Linked DNA regions of Mus musculus: region 1 is linked to region 2. A link is a contact called in public HiChIP or PLAC-seq data. All regions are on one chromosome and are shown on one strand. The core of a region is the stretch at or near the end of the contact, and the rest is flanking DNA. Distances in the headings are between cores, read along the strand shown.

Region 1 (4,492 bases), core at 1,736-4,235, 240 kb before region 2:
CATAACAGAACTTGCAACCTAACTCAACCACCCATGGGTGGTGCCAGAACTCTGTCTATATAACAAGGTTTCTAGGGTAGATGTTTTGGCTTGAGGACCATTGCCCTCGTGTTGGATGTAAAGCTACAAAGCAAATGAGTTCAAGTGTTTTGAGGGCTCCTTGAAATGTACACATTTTATAGAGTACACCAATTAAAGGTATTGATTTCATAATGTCTTTCACAATAACCTCAAAAAAATATATTTTGGGATAACTCTTATAAAGCAAGTATAAAACTTTGTCTTGGGTAGGGTTTCTATTGCTGCTAAGAGATGCCATGATCACAGCAATTATTACAAAGGAAGCCATTTAACTGGGGCTGGCTTACACTTCCAGAGGTTTAGTCCATTATCCTTGAGGTGGGAAGCATGGCAGCATGCAGGTAGACATGGTGCTGGAGTTAGAGCTGAGAGTTCTATCTTGACCCACTGGCAGCAGGAAGAGAATGCCACTGAGCCTGGACTTGAGCTTCTGTGACCTCAAAGCCCACCTCCTAGAGATGCACTTTCTCCAGCAAGACCACACCTCCTAATGGTGCCACTCCTTATGGTTCAAGTATTCATGCACATGAGTCTTTGGGGGCCATACCTATTCGAACCCCCACAGATCTGTATAATAAAAACTTAAAGACATTGAAGAAAGAACTTGAAGATATCAGAAGATGGAATCATCTTCCATGATCATGAATCATTAGGATTAATACTATGAAAATAGCCATCCTATCAAAAGCAATATACAGATTCAATGAAGTCCTCATCAAAATTCCAGCACAATTTTTCACAGATGGGAAACAATGATCAGAATATGCTACATAAAAATATTTTCAATATAATACAGCTATTATTTTTCAGCTCAATAGCTAGCTCAGTCCATATCCTTTAAGTTAGAAACATCTTAAAGTATGGTACCATGTTGCCTAGCATCCTCGTACTGTAACAAAGACCTAAGAGAATCCCCTTACTGAAGGGCTTGTTTTCAGCACCATTTTAGGGGGGTTGCCCATGATTAATGGCCCTATGGCTTTGGCACAATGTGTGGCAGAACAAAAACATTTTCCCGTGGTCTGGAAGCAGATGAGAAAAGGGGGAGTGAGGCCACACTATCCACAGAGACATGAGGACAGAGACACAGCTGCAGGCCACCGCCCCTGGCAGACAGAGAAATCCCTTTAACACCTTCAGAGATCTCAGTTCAGGCCAGAGCCAGATTCATGGATCTGACACTGAAAAGAATTTCAGGACCACCAGGTACAAGAAAGCAGATCGAAGATGTATGAGATGTTAATGATAGTGAGAGAGAGAAAGGCATGCAAGTCAAGAAAAGGGGTACCCCAGAGCATCAACGTGGTCTCCTCATAGCCTCACAGAGAATTAGGTAGGCCCAAGTATGGGCATAGACTTGGGAAAGGAGGGTTGCAGAGAATGAGACACACCAAGTGTGTGTCTGAGCTGCTCAAATGAGAATCACAATTAATAGTTTACAGAGCATTAGCCACATATACCATTTTAGTGGCTCTCAAGTTATAGCTCAGCAGGTTGCTAAGAAACTCTCCCCCTCTCTTTTGATAGGTGAGATTGTGGGATGACTCCAGAGGTGCCTCCCATAGAATTATAATCTGACCAAGTAACAACCAAAAGCCATGAGTCTCACCTTTCACTCTAACTGGCATTTCGGGTGGTTCCTAGAAAAGTGCATGTTTATGCCTAGGAAGGCAGAGAGACCTCCACTTCACTGCTGGTGAGAAGCTTCCACCAGACTCCAAGCTAAGAGACTGCCTCGCCTTCTCATCTCCCCAGTTTTCTGCCTTTACATCCTAAGTCACCTTCAGGGGTGCACCTGCTGACCTACAAACTTCCTCACATGCTTCGCCTCCTAGAACAGTGGCCTCAACCTGTGAGCTGCAGCCCCTTTAGGGGTCACATGACCCTTTCACAGGTGGCACCTAAACAGAAAACATCAGATATTTACATCATGATTCATAGCAGTAGCAAAATTACAGTTACAGTAGCAATGAAATAATTTTGTGGTTTGAGGTCACCACAACATGGGGAACTATATTAAAGGATCACAGCATTAGGAAGGCTGAGAGACACTAACCTAGAGGGTTACCCACCTCTCCGCAGCTCCAAACAAAGGTCCATTCCTGTAGCAAACTCTAGCAAGCACTTACAGGCAAACAAAGCAACAGATTAAAGAAAATTAAATGTCAATGATATCTTCAAGAAGCCAGAAGGCAGAGCCTTGAAGGTCTTATCATTGAGAAGTTATGGATGCCTAAAGTAAGGATGACTGCTTGATTTGATCATCTTCACAATATACACATGTGCCAAAATATCACAGCGCTTCCCATAAACATGGCTAATAATTGTATTAAACATGGGTAATCATTGCATGTGACCCAAAAATAAAATTTAAAACTAAGAGTAGACATAAATCTCCTGGTTTCATCTGCCCACACACCAGGTTTCTGGTGGTTTACCCTCAGCCTCCTTTAGCTCTTTGAGGGGGAAGCCCTGCCATTCCTTGATGTGGAACTCTCCAGGTCCTGTGGACTTAAGAAGTCTTCTCTGGCCTCTCCGCTCTTTCTCATCCCTCTGTTGCTGGAACCTTTGTCTCCTCCATTTTCCCTTCTTCTCAATTCCTATGCTTGTGACAGTTTTAAGAACATTTGGGAGACTCAGTTAGGTAATAAAATATCTACAGTCTCCTCTTGTGGTGATTTTAAAAAGGAAAGGATTCAGGAAGCAGCTAACCTGAGTGTGGATAGTTCCCCCTAAGAACAGACAGATGGCACCTGGGCTCACTTATAAAAAGGAAGATATTTTAGTTACTTGAAAGCAGAGGGGAAAAAAAATAAAGCCACGATTTTCTTGCCCTATATAGGATATAATTGTTTCCTCGGTGCAGTGGGTTGTGGCAATATGTGGGCAGTGAGTCACACAAAGGCCACTGTCTCAACTTCTTTGTAACTTCTTTAGGTGTTTTTTTTTTTTTTTCAGCTGTTATCAAATCCTAAGTTTCAAAAAGAAATGTCGATCCAAAAGGAAGAATTCACAGTTATAAAGCTGTTTCATGCCACATGAGCATTTCAGGTGCCCCCCAAAAGTGGGGCCAACAGCTTCTGTGCCTCCTGCCCTCCCCCAGTGAGTGCCCCAGGTTCACTTATTACTTTCATTCAAGCAAGGGCTATGGAGACTGTGGCACGATAACTGAATCTCAAAATGCATATGGGAGGATTCTGCAGGTCTCCAGTAGGCAAAAGATCATTAGGGTGGGTCTATCTGCCAGTCCCCGCCCTATTGAAAAGTGCAGGTCAGGGAACCTGCCTTCCAAGGGCTATGAGCTCCAGAGATCCTGGAAGGGCATTTGGAAGTCACAACTCAATTGACAGAAAGCTGCATTTTGTAACCACTTGCAGATAACCTTGGGTAGGACATGGGCTCCCCTTCATTGCATCTTGACACAAACATAAAGCCATAAGTAGGTGGACACTTCTGTCTCCCTCTTCCCACCAGCCCCGTGTCTGGGATATTGTAGGCCACACCACAGCTCTCCTGCCTTTCACTAACTGCTTTCCACCCTGTCTTTCCAGAATCCATCTTGTCAAAGAGCTTGTATCTTTTGGCCACAGTTCTGAACAGAACTTTAATGCAGCTTTATAGCAACATTATAATTATCTCAGAAACTACTTAATAGTTGTCATTTTGATCAAAGGGAAACCAAGAGAAAGACATCAATCAATACTAAGTTGGTGGCTAGCAGAGAATCAATAAGGCCTGACTCACGGTGCCTTGTTCTGAGTTCAGAATACCTTACAGGTTCTGTTCATCTGGGCAAGCACTGCTCATGCCTGCTTTTAATAGTTTGTACATCCCTTGGGGTGATGACCAACCCAAAATTTGTTCAAGGTGTCTTAGGGTTTTACTGCTGTGAACAGACACCATGACAAAAAAAAAAACAACAACAACAACAACAACAAAAAAAACAACAACAACAACAAAACAAAACAAAACAAAAAAAAACCCTCTTATAAGGACAACATTTAATTGGGATGACTTAGGGATTCAGTCCATTATCATCAAGGCAGGAACATGGCAGCATCCAGGCAGGCATGGTGTAGGAGTACCTGAGAGTTCTACATCTTCATCTGAAGGTCACTAGGAAAAGACTGGCTTCGAGGCATCTAGGATGAGAGTCTTAAAGCCCTCTACACTTCCTCTAACAAGACCACACCTACTCCAACAAACCACACCCCCTAATAGTGCCACTCCGTGGGCCAAACATATTCAAACCACCACACAGGGACAGAACCTGACATGGAGCTCCTTGTGTCTCCATCAGCAGTCAGTCTATTTCTATTCAGCCTGTGTCTCAGAGACACCATCAGAGTCTCAGACACTGCCAGTTTTGAGTCCCAGGGTAATACAGGGGCATAATTTGCTATGGCCACAC
Region 2 (4,768 bases), core at 1,805-4,304:
GTAGCTATGCCAGGGAAAGTTACCATTAGAATCCACTCAGATGTCTCAGCTGAGGAAATAATACCTTTTGATGTCTGCCTTCCTGACAATACTCTCCTAAAAGAACTTTAGAGAGTATTCTCTAAACTAATGCTCCGTTCTGAGCCTTCATATCCTCAAGAACATCTTAGAGACAAGCAGAGTTGGTTGGTTTCTAACAATTTGACACAAACCTGGACGTATCTGGAAAGGAAAATCTTAATTGAGGAATTGCCTTCATTGCCTTCATCAACTGGCCTTCAGAGAAGTCTGTTGGATTTCCCCCCCCCTCCCCCTCCCCCTCCCCCTCCCCCTCCCCCTCCCCCTCCCCCTTTCTTTCTTTCTTTCTTTCTTTCTTTCTTTCTTTCTTTCTTTTTTCTTTCTTTCTTTTTTTTTTTTGGCAGGACTTCTCTGCATAGCCCTAGCTGTCCTGGAGCTCACTCTGTAGACCAGGGTGGCCTCCTGAGTGCTGACCACCACTGCCCAGAGTTTTCTTAATGCTTGATGTGGCAGGGCCCAGATTACTGTGAAAGGTGCTGCCACCAGGTTCATATTGATAGAAGATAGCAGACTGAGCAAGCCAGTACTTGGTGGTCCTCTGTGGTTTCAGCCTCTGCTCCTGTCCTGAGTTCCTGCCGTGACTTTTCTCAGTGTGCTGACTACCATCGGGATACGTGAGCCCAAAAAAATCCTTCAGCCTCCACAGGTGCTTCTGGTCAGTGTGTAACTACAGCACCTGAGACTCAAACTAAGACACAAGGGCATTTAAATTTGAGAACCATTTAATATAAATGTTGTCTTTAAGAAAATAAACAGAAAAGAATGTCTTCCTCCTGAATACAAAGACAACCCCCATTTGTAAGTCCACCTGTATCTTCACTCCAACCTGTGGGTGGAAAGTTAAATTTGAGTTTTAGTTCCTGAATTCTTTTTTCCACTGCTGAGATGCCATATATTCAATGATTATATCGTTCTATTTTCCTTTTAATTTTCCACCACTGAATTCCTCCTTAAAATTGTGTGTGTGTGTGAGAGAGAGAGAGAGAGAGAGAGAGAGAGAGAGAGAGAGATTTGTTACATCCAAAGTATCTAACTACTGATTCCTTTTTGCCCGAGGGATCTCACTCCTAAACTCAATGTTAAATATGATGAAGACAGCTGTAGTCAAGACAGGATGGCTCTTGATATTCCAGCAATAGCACGTCATTGTCTATTTGTCTATAGCCTATGAGGCCTGTGTCATTACTAATATAAAAATGTTGGTGATTCGCAGTCCCCCAGGACTCACAGACTCAAATCTGTCAGATCGCACCTTCAGCATCAGTGATGTACCAACATCGGGGTTCTCACGAAGTCCGTGATGGACAGGACCCTAGCAGCCCTCTGTATGGTGGTCTGTATGGTTTTCATATCTCTGGTAACGGCACCCTCTCTCCCAGATTCCTAGCACATGATGAGCCTCTAATCTTTTAGCCCCAACCTCTCCAGAGGCCAAAACTTTTGACTCCTGAGCAGACCTAATTTCCCTGTTTGGGGAGGGGCTTCTGTAGTTAAGCTAGTCACAGCAGCTGCTCTGGAAGAAGACCCAGGTTCAGGTCTTCACATTCTCATCCACAAGGCAGCTTATAACTCCAGTGCTCCCTCCTGGCTTCTAAGAGCATCAGGCACATATTCAGTGTACTTACTTAGTACTGGCAAAATACACACTCATACACATAAAATAAAAAGTAAACCAACTCATGTTTATTGTTTTCTTTAAACAAGGACTTTTTCCCAACTTCCTTTGAAGCCAAAACCTCGGACACAATTCTGGACGAGGCACAGGTCAATGTGTGCAGTGGCACAGGAGCAATGTGTGCAGCCGCTCCTGGGATACTTCTTTCTTCTATAGAAGACGAGATTGGCACCACCCTTGTTCATTCCTCCAGTTCTCCCTTGGACATGATGCCTGGATCTGGACTAGTGATGCTACAGCCATGAGATAACACATGTGGGGACAACATCAACATGGCAGGATAATGAAGCAGAAATAGAGACAGCCTGGGTGCCTGATGCCACTGCCACCGTAAAACCACACCAGGCTGGCAATTTTTAACAGCTGGATTTCTTCAGGTAGCAAAAAGAGAAAAAAAAAAAACTTACGTTTTTCAATGCCATCTCATCAGATGTTTTTTTGGTTTTTGGTTTTTTTGGTTTTTTGGTTTTTTTGGTTTTTTTTTTTTTTTTTTTTTAGGTATTTTCCTCATTTACATTTCCCATCAGATGTTTTTGTTGCCTGCAGCTAACCATTCTCCTAACTGACGCATACCGTTTAGAAGAATAACTCTTTATACGTCAGGGTTTACAACTATGAATATTGCCTTTAGCAAGTTTGTCAGTCAGTTCTCTGTTTCAATAACCAATACCTGGAATAAATCACGCGGAAGGAAGAAAGCGGTTTTTTGGTTGGTTTGTTGCGTGACTTCAGCAATTTCAGTTCAGGGTTGCTTAACTCTGTTGGGGTGGGTGAGTCAGATCCTTGTATCACAGCAGGAGAGCGTCATAAAGGAGGCCTGCTCCTTACATGGCATCCAGGAAATAGCAAGTCTGAGTCTTAATAACCCCCTATGAGGTCATGTCCCCGGTGACCTAGTTTCCTTCACCTAGGTCCAGTCTCCCAAAGGTTTTGTGCTTTTAGAGCCAGGCATTTAACTCAAGAACTTTTTTTGGAAGCCACTTCAGACAGAACTATATGAAGAGAGAACATATTGCAGGGAGATATAGAAGAAACATATGAACAATATAACTTAAAATTGTGGTAAATGAAAAAATAAACAAAAAGAACACAGGTCATCAAAACTAGTCTCTGCTATGAAATAATAGGGCTCCCCCTATTATTTCATAGCAAGATAAAAAAAATGCAAAATCACCAATGATCTCAAAATGTCCACTAGGAGGCAGTAGAGCCTCCTTTCTGATTATGCTCACTCCGGCTCCCAAATGTGAACTTTCTGCTTCCAAGCTGCACCTTACAATTAGAAATCTTTGACCACAGCATTTGACTGTGACCCTGAACACCCCGAGAGTGCCGGCATTGCGCTTAAGGTCCGAGCCCCGCCCCTCCAGTCCTCCACTGTCTGCTGCCTTCCTGCTCCTCCAGCCTCACCCGGTTGCTTCTCCCTTCACTCTCTCCATTCCACGTTCTTTTTGGTTCCTTGGGCCGACAAACTCTTGCTTGCAAAGATGAGGGTACCCTTTGATATATTCCAGGGCCCCCTTTCTCCTCAGTCACCTTAGTCCTCCAACCCCGCCCACATCTGGGAACCCAAGTGAGAGTAACCGGAGAGGAAGTCTCTACTGACTCCTAGTGGACCTATTGAGAACGTTTGTGATTATAGGGTCTGCTCAGATGCTAATCTCGCCTGACAAAAGTCCACCTCCAAGTTTGCTGGAGAATCTCCTGAGTCTCATTTCTTCTCCCAGCGTCCCTCTCTCTGCCCAGAAGACCCACCCTCCACTTCCTGCCCAGTTATTAGCCGTCAGATTTTTATTACAGCCAAGCAGATACAATTCTAGATTGCCTTAGGCCAGTGAGGAATAACAACTACTTACAAAATATAAGACCGGTGAGGGGCCATAGAAGTAATAACACCAAGCTGCAGCTAGTATTTAGCTCTCTGCCTCTGCAGAATTAATAGAATCCAGAAACACACAAAGGTATCCCAACAGTGTATCCCAATAGCCCAGGCTTGCTATGTAGCCTAGAACTCACAGACCTCTTGCCTCAGCTTCCTGGAAGCTGACATCACAAGTGTTTTGACACTGCCTTGCTTTGATTATTGACTGATTTCTTTTCCCCCAGAGACCTAGACTTTCTTTTTACAGTTTTGCGAAAATGCAAAGGACACATTCTCACCATCTTATCACTTCGACCAAAAAGGGATTGTGATTCCTCCTTTTTTAAACTAATGGATAGTAATTGTACAAAGCAATAGACTTTATGTGACTTTTTTTTACACACGCACATAAGGCACTTTGAAGATAGGCTCTTGTTACCCTTTCTTACCATGTCCCCTCCCTTCACTCACGCCCTTGATGGTCCCACCTCTTTCTTCCTTCCTTCCCCCTGCTGAGTCTCCTGTTAGAGAGTAAGCATGCCATGTATCTTTCTGAGTCTGGTTTTCACATAATATGAAGAACAAGTTCCATCCATTTTCTTGAAATTATTTTTGTCCTTTTTTGTATTATTATTACTCTGTGTGTGTGTGTGTGTGTGAGAGAGAGAGAGAGAGAGAGAGAGAGAGAGATGTGATGAGGAAGTCAGAAGACAACTTTGATGTCTTCTGTCCTTCCACCATGCCATCCAGGCATAGACTCCATCTGACAGGCTTCCCTGGCAAGGGCTCTTACCTGCTGAGCCACCTCACTGGTGTTGTCTTGTTCTTCTTTATTGCTGAGTAGAATTCACAGTGTATATACACCACATTTCCCAGGTTGATGCCATAACCTTGTATTGTGAATAATATCTCACAAGCACTAGTGTGCAGGTGTCTATATGGCAAACTGAGTTTGAGTCTTTTGGGTACACACCCAGAAATGGTAGAACTGGATCATATAAATAGTCCAGTCTGTTTTGTTTTGAGGAACTTCTAATTTCTATATATGGGGTCTAATCTGCAGACCCACCAACTACATATAAGAATCACTTCCCCAACTCCCATCATTCCCAGCGTTTGTGGTCCTTTGTTTTCTTGGTAATAGCCATTCTGAG

The links. HiChIP or PLAC-seq counts read pairs in DNA pulled down with a chosen protein or histone mark.
Region 1: a contact with region 2 is called in a FOXA1 HiChIP or PLAC-seq map of pancreatic cancer cells. The contact joins two enhancer-like sites. A contact is called at or near these places in 1 of 484 Hi-C or Micro-C datasets (the AML12 cell line) and 1 of 115 datasets of contacts at active chromatin or transcription factors (pancreatic cancer cells).

Annotation. Positions count from the first base shown.
Region 1 is chr2:131,665,509-131,670,000 of GRCm38.p6, reverse strand. No RefSeq gene overlaps it. Among named protein-coding and RNA genes, the nearest start is that of Gm30986, 73 kb to the left of the region's middle. Within about 2 kb of position 2,985, at least 4 of the 459 cell types and tissues checked have an H3K27ac peak or open chromatin away from gene starts, as enhancers often do. A contact at or near this core is called in pancreatic cancer cells, where this site is marked.
Region 2 is chr2:131,421,562-131,426,329 of GRCm38.p6, reverse strand. No RefSeq gene overlaps it. Among named protein-coding and RNA genes, the nearest start is that of Smox, 68 kb to the left of the region's middle. Within about 2 kb of position 3,054, at least 188 of the 459 cell types and tissues checked have an H3K27ac peak or open chromatin away from gene starts, as enhancers often do. A contact at or near this core is called in pancreatic cancer cells, where this site is marked.